2 separate regions of the Hordeum vulgare genome follow, and region 1 is linked to region 2. A link is a contact called in public Hi-C data. All regions are on one chromosome and are shown on one strand. The core of a region is the stretch at or near the end of the contact, and the rest is flanking DNA. Distances in the headings are between cores, read along the strand shown.

Evidence for each region. Hi-C and Micro-C count contacts between places; a contact is called where the count stands out from the background.
Region 1: a Hi-C map of seedling shows a contact between it and region 2, with 4 times the contacts expected there. The contact joins the promoter of LOC123395406 here to the promoter of LOC123395132 in region 2. A contact is called at or near these places in 3 of 6 Hi-C or Micro-C datasets (leaf and seedling).

What each region holds. Positions count from the first base shown.
Region 1 is chr5H:65,552,053-65,558,477 of MorexV3_pseudomolecules_assembly, reverse strand. LOC123395406 (adenine phosphoribosyltransferase 1) reads right to left here and starts at 4,041. Exons shown (of 6, transcript XM_045090393.1): 1 at 3,770-4,041; 2 at 2,648-2,758; 3 at 2,419-2,511; 4 at 2,163-2,312. The coding sequence starts at 3,839.
Region 2 is chr5H:65,339,371-65,345,931 of MorexV3_pseudomolecules_assembly, reverse strand. It overlaps LOC123395132 (kinesin-like protein KIN-12F), which reads right to left and starts at 4,134. Exons shown (of 37, transcript XM_045090067.1): 1 at 3,535-4,134; 2 at 2,902-3,057; 3 at 2,738-2,821; 4 at 2,544-2,663; 5 at 2,322-2,435; 6 at 2,140-2,232; 7 at 1,881-2,041; 8 at 1,723-1,797; 9 at 1,537-1,624; 10 at 1,387-1,445; 11 at 1,228-1,291; 12 at 1,074-1,139; 13 at 816-995; 14 at 614-718; 3 more. The coding sequence starts at 4,134.

The DNA of each region.
Region 1 (6,425 bases), core at 2,792-5,291, 210 kb before region 2:
AACAAAAGTTTTTCCTAGGCTTAAGTGATCAAGCTTACATTGGGCGTATATATGTAAGTCGTACTGTTAAGGGGGGTTCCATGGAACGCTCATGAAATAGCTCAATGCACATTACTTGAACCTTGTCACCCAAAGACAAAATTATTGCCTATATGCAAACCAAATCTATGCGAGCAAGAGTATTTGGGTTGGAGCCAGACAAATGCATCTGACCCTAGGCATACCTGCACTACCTCGAGAAGCCTTTGTGGCTACCTATTGGGCATCCAGAGTGTCCAGGTGAGAAGCAGTTGCTCAATTGTGCGTGGTAGCTGCCACGTCGGCCAAAGTGGTTGTTGGTTACTGAATCAAGAGCGCCGGATCCGAGTTGGAATGTCAAGTTTTTTGCAAAAAAAAAAAAAAACCAACGGCTAGTTTTTTAGAAGGCGCTATTTAAATACTTTTGGTACATATGCACAGATGTGGACATTTAAGTTGTGAATGATTTTGTTTTCTCTTTACTTCGGATCAAAGTTCAAAGATGTCAACAAGAGAGGAGGGGTGAATAGGCAACTACCAAATTTTATTCCAAATTGGATATTTTCTTCAAAAGTTAAACTTTTCAAATAATTGCAGAATCAAAAGGTTCTCTAACGCAAAGCTAGGTGGAATAAAATATATGAGCTAAGCAACTACAAGCACAAGCAACCAAAGCAACTAGCTAGTAAAGTAGGCGAAAAGAGTAAACCAACGAGACAACAATTTGTCGCTGAAGTTTGGATCCATGGGGGATCTTACGTGTTGAGTTGTCTGAAAACAAAGGTCTCTCTCTCATCTCCAAGAGAAATATGTTTGATAAATCTTTGGAGATGAACTCGATGCTTTTCTCTGTAGATTTCAAATCTCAAACATATCTTTGGTCTTCCTCTAGGTACTTCAAGAGAGGTGGGAGACCACTTGAGGATGAGGAACCAGGAATATGGTTGGTAAAAAGTTCCACGTGGTTGGCAGCTATCTCAAGTTTGGGGTGGAGGTCATATATCTTGCAAGTTGTAAGTCAAATCTCAAATGAACCTTGATTAACAAGGTTTTCCATTTACTCAATTGTGCGTGGTAGCTGCCACGTTGGCCAAAGTTTGGATCCATGGGGGATCTTACGTGTTTAGTTGACCGAAAACAAAGGTCTCTCTCTCTCCCTCTCTCCCTCTCTCTCTCCCCCTCCCCCTCCCCCTCCCCCTCGCCCTCTCTCTCGCGCTCTCTCTCTCCCTCGCGCTCCCTCTCTCGCTCTCTCTCCCTCGCCCTCGCCCTCTCCCTCTCCCTCTCCCTCTCCCTCCCTCCCTCGCCCTCCCTCGCCCTCTCCCTCGCCCTCTCTCTCTCGCTCCCTCTCTCTCGCTCCCTCCCTCTCCCTCGCCCTCGCCCTCTCCCGCCCCCTCTCTCGCTCCCTCTCCCTCTCCCCCCCTCTCTCCCTCTCCCTCTCCCTCTCCCTCTCCCTCTCCCTCTCCCTCTCCCTCTCCCTCTCCCTCTCCCTCTCCCTCTCCCTCTCTCCTCTCCCTCTCCCTCTCCCTCTCCCTCTCCTCTCCCTCTCCCTCTCCCTCTCCCTCTCCCTCTCCCTCTCCCTCTCCCTCTCTCTCTCTCTCTCTCTCTCTCTCTCTCTCTCTCTCGTAAACCAACGAGACAACAATTTGTCGCCGAAGTTTGGATCCATGGGGGTTCTTACATGTTGAGTTGTCCGAAAACAAATGTCTCTCTCTCGTAAACCAACGAGACAACAATTTGTCGCCGAAGTTTGGATCCATGGGGGGAACTTACTTGTTGAGTTGTCCGAAAACAAAGCCCTCCCTCCCTCCCTCCCTCCCTCTCATCTCCAAGAGAAATATGTTTGATGAATCTTTGGAGATGAACTCGATGCTTTTCTCTGTAGATTTCAAATCTCAAACATATCTGTGGTCTTCCTCTCAAGGATTATCACTAGGTACTTCAAGAGAGGTGGGAGACTACTTGAGGATGAGGAACCAGGAATATGGTTGGCAAAAAGTTCCATGTGGTTGGGGTGGAGGTCATATATTTTGCAACTTGTAAGTCAAATCTCAAATGAACCTTGATTAACAAGGTTTTCCATTTACGCATTTAAGATATTTCTACACAGGAACAAAGCACGTTATGAACTGAATATAGAAGCTCACCAATAAGTTTGGCAGCGGCACAAAGGGTTCCCCCTGTGGCAATTAGATCATCCACAATAAGGACCCGGTCATTGGGCTGCACAGCTCCTACGTGCATTTCGATTTTGTCAGTGCCATATTCCAGAGAATATTCTTCCGATATCACCTCACCTAGTATAAATATGCAACATTATTAGCTAATGTATCCAGTTCGAGACCTGAAGTATACCTATTCAATAAAAGCAGCTGCCGCATATTAAGCACTGAAAGAACATACCAGGTAGTTTTTTCGGCTTCCTTATTGGAACAAACTTCGCACCTATGGCTAATGCAATAGGGGGGCCAAAAATGAATCCTCTGGCTTCAACACCTGATAATAATAGCAACAAATATGATAAATTAACACCAGAGAAAATAAGAACCAAAATCTTATTTAAAGTTTTGGCTTTTTTATAAATAATAAGAACATTTAATACAAAAAGGCACTCTGCTTAATATCACATTACCAGCAACTACAGTTATGCTTTTGTCCTTGTACCGCTCCACAAAGAGGTCTGTGGTGTCACGGAATGCCTGTGGATCGAGAAGCAAGGTTGTGATGTCCTGAAACAAAATCCCTGCACGAAGAAACAGGATACATGATTAAATAAAGCAATTCCTTACATGTAACAATCTAGAGCACGCATGGTCCTGCATTCCTGCTCTAAAGGTACACTTGCCATTTACCAACAACACAACGCCACACAAACCAATAGTTCACATGTGGGTGTGACCATCATTACAGGAAAATCAGGGTGTGAACATAGGCTAATTCCTACCGGCAGAATTAATTCCCTGCGGCACAATCCAAGTCTCTGTTCACTAGCCTATAAATGATAAGCAATTGTATAAATTTACTATTAATAAATCTGAAGTAGTTTGCTACTCGTATCTAGACAAATAAGTATTATACAAGTAATATGGATCGGAGGGAGTACTTTGCTTAGCTTCCTACACAAGCTGTTACTGCTGTTGGCAAATGGGAATGGCAATTGACACATCCTGCGTGTAAGGACTATTGGTTTACCATAAAAACTCACAGAAAATTCTTACTTCGTTTACCGCAGCAGCCATATGCACAACACCAATTTACACACTTAAGTTAGTTCTGGTCTATACATCTTGAGAGCTGAAGTTTACCTCACCAAACTTACACGTTCCCTTGACTAAAATGCAGCTGCCGTTTCATTCGGTGCCATGATTTTGGTACGATTTTATTTTCTCCAACGCTGGCTCAGTTATTTAGCCAACACCTGATGGGCCAATTAGCCCACCTGGCTACTGGTCATACTAAAAATTTAGCGTGGTTTGCATCTCTGCATCTGGGGGAAAATACACTAAACTGGCATCCACCCGCTGTTACTCCGTCAAACCTAGGTGGGATAACCACAGGACAAAACCGCATAAACCACAGGAACTAGCATACTTAGGCAACTTCCTCGACACACTAGGTGACACCGTGACAGCCCGCCGCCGCCGCCGCCGCCAATGGGCATCGACCAGATCGACCCACCCACCCGAGCGAGCAAGTGAACAGCTAGGGGTTCTAGAGAGGGGAGCGGGAAAAGGCATCGACAACGTGCGCTCACCTGGCTTGGGGAAGTTGGGGATGGCGCGGATGCTGGACGCGATCCGCTCCACGCGCCCGTCGGATGCCATCGCGACCGCCGCCGACCCTCGCCGGCGCCGAAGCCGCACGCCTGTGCCTCCGGGGGATCCGAACCGCAGCGCGACCGAGCTCGGCGAGCGCGCGCCGCCGGGGGGTGTCGGAGTCGGAGACGGGGCCGGCGCGGTGGGGCAGTGCGGGATGGGGAGTAAGCGAGAAGGGAGCAAGCCTCTTTAACCAGCTGCGCCCTCGCCGCGGGCGCCGTCAGTTATAACGGCGACAGACCGGGGGAGAGGTCAACCGGAGCTGACACGTGGGTCAATGCTGATGACAGGCCCCACCCGTCATTGTGGTTGGCATTCTCGTTGCGATTGCGTCGGCGTTGTTCTGGGTTTATTTTGAGATTCGCGGGGTGGCGGGCCCGAGTGGGGCGCGAGGTTCATGCGGCCTCCACCAACCGGGAACGGCTTCGATATGTGGGCCCTCAGCGTGGAGGGTTTGTTGGGCTGCTGACGCGTGGGCCCGCCGCTTCCCAGACGACCGGTGCGAGTGCGACGGCCTTTCTCTTGCCGTCTTGGGTAAAGGAGATATTTCTGGATTTTTGCAATGGTAAATAAATGCACAACTGATGCTTACGATTCTGTTTGAAACTATAATAGATTATGATAATTTAAATTATAAAGATTAATTATATAATCTGATTAATAAAAATAATCTAAGTGGGTATGTTTGAAGGTTAAATTATATAAACTGTAATCCAGCGGATATTCAATTTGGCTCTAGGGAGCATATGCTCCTGCATGTTAAAAATGTATTTTACAGATGTCAAAAAAAATAGATGTGTTCGTCGTCACACTCAAATGACACATGCAAATTTACAGGTCAAAAACTTAAGTATTTTGGCATGTGCAAAATGAACAAATTGAACGTCAAATGTTACACTTGATTTTGTTCTTTTCACCAACGAAGCACCGTTATCCCATATGGCATGACAATTGGCAAGCACACTTGCCACACTAATATGAACATCTACAAAAAATTCAGAATTTTTGAAACGTATTTACTATTTATTTTGATTTTACTGTTCATTAGAGAGTATATGCTCCCCAAAGCCAAAAATCCATGTCCGTAATCCAGGTTTTACATTGCATAATGACATGTGTGCCCTCTGTTTTTTTTAAAGAGGAGGGTGACAGTGGCAGGAATGTAATTATCTTTAACTTTACAAAGGGTAATGGGTCATTAGCAATCTATAATCTGATTTTAGCTAGGGTAGAGTAGATTGTGAGTTTTTAATAATCTCTCCATCTAGTTGTTTATAATCTACACCATAATATGTCCTGTTTGGATACAGAACAGGTTATAAAAACTGGATTATTTAATCTGAGTGGTTCCAAACAGGGCCTAAGAAACAAAGGTAGATCTTCTCAAATCCATGAAGGAGATGAGGTTTTGGGGTAGTCTTTCTTCAAATCCACTAGTGTTAGAACATAATGTTTTCTATGTGGTTTTAGTGATTGATGACAATGCCCTTTGCGGACTAACCATGTGCATTCAGATTTTGAGATTATTAGGTGGCACAAGACGGTTTATTTCTCCTCGATGTTTAAAGAGAAGACCAATATTTTTTGTCGATTTAGATTTGGTGAACTTGAGTCGTAAGAAATCCGTACTATCAAGAGGGGGTCCGCTTTGGAAAGGTTTGGATGAAATCATCAGTTCATCACGTATGCAGTCACTTTGCACCATGCCTTTCTTCCCAACATCTGGAGCTTCTTCCTTGCTTGCTTTAATCTACCCAAAGTTTGATAAGAGGTAGTACGCGCTCGCCAGCGGTGGTACTGCTCTAGTGGTACTACTGTAGTTCACTACTAGTGTCACTTCCGCTTATATTTTGCTCTCTGATGTTGGCAACGAGTAAATTACCAAAAACTAGCACATTTCGCGCAACCGTGTCCAGGAGCTACCACAATACGATTTTGTCCCAAAAACTACCAAAATCAGACTAATCAGTGGTAAAAAAACTACCATGTCAGAAAAGTTGGCGATTTGGTTTGTTTAAATCAGTTTATGACAAGGATGGCTGGTGTGAAAGTGTTGATGTGGCATACTAGTCAAGCCCTGCTTACATTGACCGTTATGTTGACCGTTGTGACATGTGGGCCCAAAATAAAGTTAGCAGAACGGGCAGCTCGAGCAGGAGTTGCTACTCACCGCGCGGCGGCCTGCCCGCCCGGCGGTGCGGCGACCACGCGCGCGGAGGCGGAGCTCGGCAAGGCGGCGGCGCTGCTCCCCCGATCACGCGATGGCAGGATGGCATCCTCCTCCTCCTCGGCTGTGTCCTCGCTCGCGGCGACGCGGGCAGGGTCTTTGCTCTGCTCCTCGTCCAGCGCCACTGCGTCGTTCTTGGAGTCCTCGCCGCCGGAGACACGCTCGTCCAGATCGGACTTGGCATGCGGGTCGTCCACGACCACCGCGGTGACGGCGCTGCCTCGCTCCTGCTCGGCGCCTCCACCATCCTCCTCCGAGCCAGAGTCCTCCTTGCCCATCGTCCCGTCCTCAACCTCGGGCTCGCGTGGCGGCGACGGCGCCTCCTTGTCCCTGGTGACCTCGTACGCGAAAGACGAGCGCGTGGTGTG
Region 2 (6,561 bases), core at 2,885-5,384:
TCAAAATTAGCTGAAAGTTTATTTTGCTGCTCAGTCAACACCCTGCCCTCAAGCATTTGCGCGACCTGTCAGCACAAGGAATGCTAATTAAAGAAACCTGCTACAGCACTCATAAGAATTACAAAATGAAGGTTAATATAAACCTGATTTCGAATGTTGGAAACTTCATCCAACAGAACCTCCCTCTCCCCTTCGTTACAGAACTGCTGATACCTACAGGTACATAATAAAACGTTTTAGTACAGTACAACAAATATGGGTGCATGCTGGTATAGAATATATATACCTCTTGAGTTGGTTTGATAAACGGATATTTTCTAGTGCAAAACGGGTTACTTCTGGATTTTTGTCCACTTTTGCACGAAGCAACTCTATTTCTCGTGACAAAGTTTTGTTGTCTTCAAGTAGATATGATTCTGCTGGCAAATTGTTATGAACAAGAGCCTCCATCCGGTTAATCTTATCTTCTCGAAATTTCAACGTCATCTTAGCGCACCTTGTATCCTCCTCTCTTTGAGAAACCTAAGATATACCGAGAATCATTACAGAATGTCCCCTTAAGAAATGTATAGATAGGTTTTACAACACTTGTTTGCTGTTGCTAAAAGTTTACCAATCGGTTCAACTGCTCAATTTCAGCTTGAAGTTGCTTTATAGTGGATTCTGCCATTGATTCTCTTCTCAAAGCTCCTGCTAGTGTTTCTTCCAGTGATTTCATCTGCAAGGTAATTTATTTATCAGCAATTTTCACACAGAGAGACATAGAAGCGCACGCACAGAGAGAATTTAAGGAAATCCAGACAAAGGCAGGTTACCTGCTTATTTGAAATTCTTAAATCTTCCAAAGACTTTATGCCTTGGGCACTGACATTTTCCTCATCCACACTCATCTGATCACTACCATCATCACCATGACCTCCAGTTCTTCCGCAAATATCAGTACTGAATGGTAAAGATCTAGTAACATGTTGGCGCTTGAGGACAGCTAGCTCCTCCTGAAACAAGGACCTTCTTTTAGTTTAGGGTGATGTTATATTGAACTGGAAGTGGGATTCAAATTCTGCAGACATTACCTTTAGAAGACGAATTTGATGCTGCAGAGCTAGAACATCTCCTGAAGCGTCCTCATTCACAACAGCCTTCAAATTTTAAGAGGTGAGAATTGCAAATGGCTAGTCACCGAAGATATTTTGGAAATGAAAATTGACTTAAAGGGCAGATAATTACATTGTTTTGAATGAGCCTTGCACGCTGAGCAAACTTGAGGGTACTGAGTGTTTCATTGCCAGAACTATTTAAACACACACGCAAAAAAAGTAAGAGGATACCAAAATGCATCTCAAGCTCTATCAAAGTTAGGTCGGGTTTAAATCCAAAATTCATTACCACAATGAAGAGCTGACATTTGCGATGATCATGGTCTTGGAGTTTCCACCAAGTGAATCCTATATGTGAAAGTGGGAGTAGAATAATTACTCGGACACAAGGGAAAGCAACAATAATGAACACAATAATATGTTATCTCAAGATTGCTACCTGGAGAAGAAACGTTAATCTTGAGTCTCTATAAGGAACATGCCTTTGCTTCCCATTTGTGAGATCAACTAGACTCATTATCACAAGACTGCAATTCACAATTCAGTTAAGGACACTTGGATGAGTAATAGCAACACCATGTTGAAATAATTATTCAACTAAAAGTTTTGAGTGTTAGATACGAACCCCAGTGTTGATAACGATTTGTTAATATTAGCAGCTTCCTTCAGCCGCTCACCTTCAGCACCAGATGTTCTCTGCCTGTTTCAGGTAGATATATTAAGGAACTGATAGTTCACTTAGCACAATAAACTGTGACACAAGAGAGTATATTGTCTGCCTACCTTTCTGACCCAGCAAGGTCAACTAGGTTCAGTCTTGCAAACCGAAAGTTAGTTGTAGCATCTTTCTCCCATGTACTCTCAATAATACATGTGAACACGCTATGGGAGCGGCTACTCTCACGGTTCATATTTGTAGCAGCCACTTTCCTATTCATAGAACCCTGAAATAGGTTTCAGAAAAAACCGATTAGCTCAAATTCATTGGCAGTATGCCATGAGACATTCACAAGAAAAAATAAATCAATAATAACTATATTACCTGCATCAAAAGTTTTATGATATCATTGACACAGCCAACTTCAAGTTCAGTCAGATTTTCTACGTATACTCCATTCCTTGTATCTTCCCGAAGCTGCACATTAGGTTTCATGTTTAGCAAAATCACAAAAAATAGTGTTGCACTAATTAGGTATTCCCTTTAACAATAGCGTGAAAGCGTACTGCAAGATTTGTGGACGAAGGGTCAAGAAGATCTGTAATTTGTTCATTGTAAATCTCAAGAAAAGAACACTTGCAGTTGTACTTGAGCTTTTCATCCCTCCTGCTCTCTTCCTCCTACAGTTTTGGGTTGCACACATAACAGGTTCAACATTCGCAGCATGATGAGATACTTGCTCATGCAGTAGACACTAATGAATATGTTATGCATGAGGAGTCTGTTACCGCTCTAATTCTCGCAAACAGGAACTCGAAAATACGTGGTGTCATTCCACGTTCTGGACTAGGCCTCACTTCTAGATCACTAATTTCACCAAGCATCGTGTACGTCTTTCCACTTCCAGTCTGCAATCAGTTAAAAGGTTTAAGAGCATGAAATCCTCATGGTCAACAAATAAAACAAAGACATTGCGAACTACCTGCCCATATGCAAAGACGCAGCTGTTGTATCCAGCCATACAGTTCTCAACCATTGGCAAGCCAGCAACACGGAAAAGTACTTCCTGCCAATTTCAAATTCATCCGTTAACCACAATCTGAGAAATAGAATCAAAGAATGAAATCAAATCGTTCTCAAGCTGACCTGGTTCACTCCTTCACAAGCAACATGGTCAAAGGTGAAACGGGTTTCTGGCTGACCAATCCATGTGATAGTCTGGGCACTTTCTTGTTTCAAACACCGATTATAACCATGCAGAGTTTTCTCCGAGTTATTTAGAGGGCGGACACGGATAACAACCTGGAGAATAAAGAATGAATGTAAATAAGGTGTAGGGTGACGTTTTTCTGTATTTGGAATCATGTGGATGGTGAGGCTGACTCTCCAACACATGTACTGATTCACAATTTAAAGCTCACATGCATCCATGCCTTGTTTTAAATGTGAACGGATAATCGTCCAAGAAAGCGCAAAAGGGAAGAAACAAAAGAGAAACAACTCAACAAACTTCTCTTGCGGTCATCTAGTACATAACTGTTAACTGAGGAAAAATTCAAGTTCTACTATACCTAAGTCGGAAGAAAACTAGCAAAAAGGTAGTTCCTTTTTCCCCGTTCATACGTTGGGACTCAGACTACCAAATGAAATTCTGTAGTTATCAATCACTAGCCACAAATGTACTACTTGAGCTAAATGATGAGTAGACACAATGTATACATATTACCAAGCAACGAATAAATGGTGTCACTAGGGAACAACAAAAATCAGAGTGCATACCTGCACGTTGTTGTCCATCCAGAAGGAGGGATCTTCCCGCAGTTCGAACTGGGGCACCTCCACAGAACTCACCACCGTCGCCGGCCCAAACGACGCGGGCGCACCCCTGACGGCCATTGAGCACCCCAAGCCCGATCCTGGGCCCCGGGCGCCACCGCTCGTCACCGGCCTCGGCCCCACACTGTAAGCCGGCTTCGACACGCTCTTCGTGGGCGTGCTGTGCGTGGACCCGCCCTCGGAGGAAGCCGCCGGCACGGCCTTACCGCGATGCGCACGGGGGGTGGTCATGGTGGTCGCGCCCATCCGCGGCGGCAGCTCCTCGGCGCGGGGCGGGGCCCAGCCGAACCGGCTCCGCGCGGCGGCCTTCTCGGGGGTCCGGAACGGGAGCTTGGAGGGCGTGGGCGCCGGCGACTCCGGCTTCCGCTTCAGCCCCGACACCTGCGGCTGGATGACGAGGAGAGGGGGGCGGGACTCCGCGGCACCGAGGAGCGCTGCGGCCGCGGCGTCCGAGCCGTCGCCCGGCGCGTTCTCGTCGTTGCCGGCCTCCGAGGCGGAGGCCCTGGCCGGGGTGCGGCGGGCGGCGTCGAGATCCCGCATCATTCTGCGCAAACGCCACGGGCCTGGCTCAAACCCCCGTAGCAGAAAGAAAAGAAAGCCCGAACGAGCTGGGGCCGAAGCCTTTCCCGGAGAAGCTGGACGCACCTGAGCCCGGAGGCGGCGGACGCGGACGTGGCGGCGGCGGTGGCGAGGAGCGCCGCGAGGCGGCGAATGGTGTGAGGCGACGCCGCCGCCGCAGCCCCTAGAACCCTCTTCCGCGGGGGAGATCCAGGGCCGCCCGCCGCGGGCGGGAGATTTCGAAACCTGGGGAGATTGCAGAAGGAAAAAAACTCGAAACAAGCGACGTCGCCCCGGCGCAGGTCGCGGATCGTGTCGCCGACCGGACCTACCTACCTAGGGCTGCGCGGCGAGCTGGGCCTAGTGTTCGCCGTTCTAGAAGGTTCTAGACCCCCTCTCTCTTCTCGCACACGCAGGCTAGAGGGGGAAGGAAGGGCGGGGGGGGGGGAGGAAGGATTTGGGTTTGCGCGAGGGGGTGTGGGTGGGGTATGGGTAGGGTAGTAACGGGATGCGGATCGGGGGTCGAGATGGACGGCTGCGATGGGATCGCGGGCGAGGCTGCCCCCGCTTGGAAGGGTTCGAAATTTGGAGACCGTTTTTCGGTGGGCGACCCCCGCGTTTGAACCGAGAGCTCGAAATGGCTCGCCGTGCTTCTTGTCTCGCTCGCGTGATCCTGTTTTTTTTCCTCTTTTAAAATAATAACACGAGACGTGCGGTGGTCCTAGGGTACTGGTGATGGTGTGCCAGGGGGCCTTAATTAGGCCATCATACGTGAAGGTGGATCCGAATCAATCATCAACAGGTAAATTGGTCAAAATGTTGAAGTGGAACTTGGTATGTGGTATATGTACCATGCGCGCAAACATGTTCGTCCGTCCATGTAATACCCGTGGAAAAATAATTATAATGATCCGATGAGGAACATTGACGGCACGCATTAAGAAATATTAAGTCGTCTACGTAGATAGCATGAAAATAAACAAACCTCGGCATCCTCAATGGCATGAGAATAACGTACATCAAAGTAGTTCACTTTGCCTTTGGTTATATCATTCATAGGGATGGAAACTGGGTCACATTTAGTTTCATTTAAACCCGCTTATTATGTAGTAGTCCAAAATTTTGTTTTTTTTCGAGAAAACTGAACTATGAAGCTAGAAAAAGCTAAATAAATGGAACTTGTGGGTGCCACTTATTTACCATTTACATCCCTAATCATCCAGGGGGTGATGGATTTCAATTGAGTGTGAAACAAAATCAGGAGTAGTACACGTGTGTAATTTGTCGTCTAGTGGGTTTCGTCATATGTCTCATAACAAAACATGATCACTTTTGAATTTATTTTAATTTATATTTCTTCATAGACATTGTTTGTCACAAGCTATCGACATGTGGTAGGCTTAGAGCAACTATGACAGATTCAACATTATCCATATGAAGCACGCGCTTCATATGGATATTGTCATGCCCAAGATGCGACCATATCCTTAATTTGGCACGAAGGCCTCGTCAGGGTTAGAAGCGCATCTCGTCGTGTCGCAAAAATGGATATCGTTACAAGTACATGTACTGAAAAGAAGAGGTATATATATAGTTGGCTTACACTCGCCACAAGCTACATCAGAGTCACATCAGTACATTACATAATCATCAAGATTAAGAGCACGGTCCGTCTACGGACGAAAACAAACGACAAAAGAAGAACGACGTCCCTCCTTGCTATCCCAGGCTGCCGGCCTGGAACCCATCCTAGATCGAAGAAGAATAAGAAGAAGAAGAAGAAGCAACTCCAAATGAACAATCAACGCGCTCGCGTCAAGTAACCTTTACCTGTACCTGCAACTTGTGTTGTAGTAATCTGTGAGCCACAGGGGACTCAGCAATCTCATTTCCAAAGGTATCAAGACTAGCAAAGCTTAATGGATGAGGTATGGTTAAGTGGTGAGGTTGCAGCAGCGGCTAAGCACATATTTGGTGGCTAAACTTACGAGTACAAGAAATAAGAGGGGGAAAGATCTACGCATAGCGGACGGGAACTACGGATGATCAAATTAATGATCCTGAACACCTGCCTACGTCAGACATAACCCCACCGTGTCCTCGATCGGAGAAGGAACTCACGAAAGAGACAGTCACGGTTACGCACACAGTTGCCATATTTTAATTAAGTTAAGTTCAAGTTATCTAGAACCAGTGTTAAACAAAGCTTCCACGTTGCCACATAACCGCGGGCACGGCTTTCCGAAAAGATTTAACCCTGCACGGGTGCTCTAACTAGTCCATAACAAATTACCAAAAGCCGCATAGAAATCCTCAATCACGAAGCTCGCGACCTCGTCGGATTCCCTAGTGGAAAACCTCAACTCTGAGATTACCCAAAGCATCACCGGAATCCCGATGCACAAGATATCT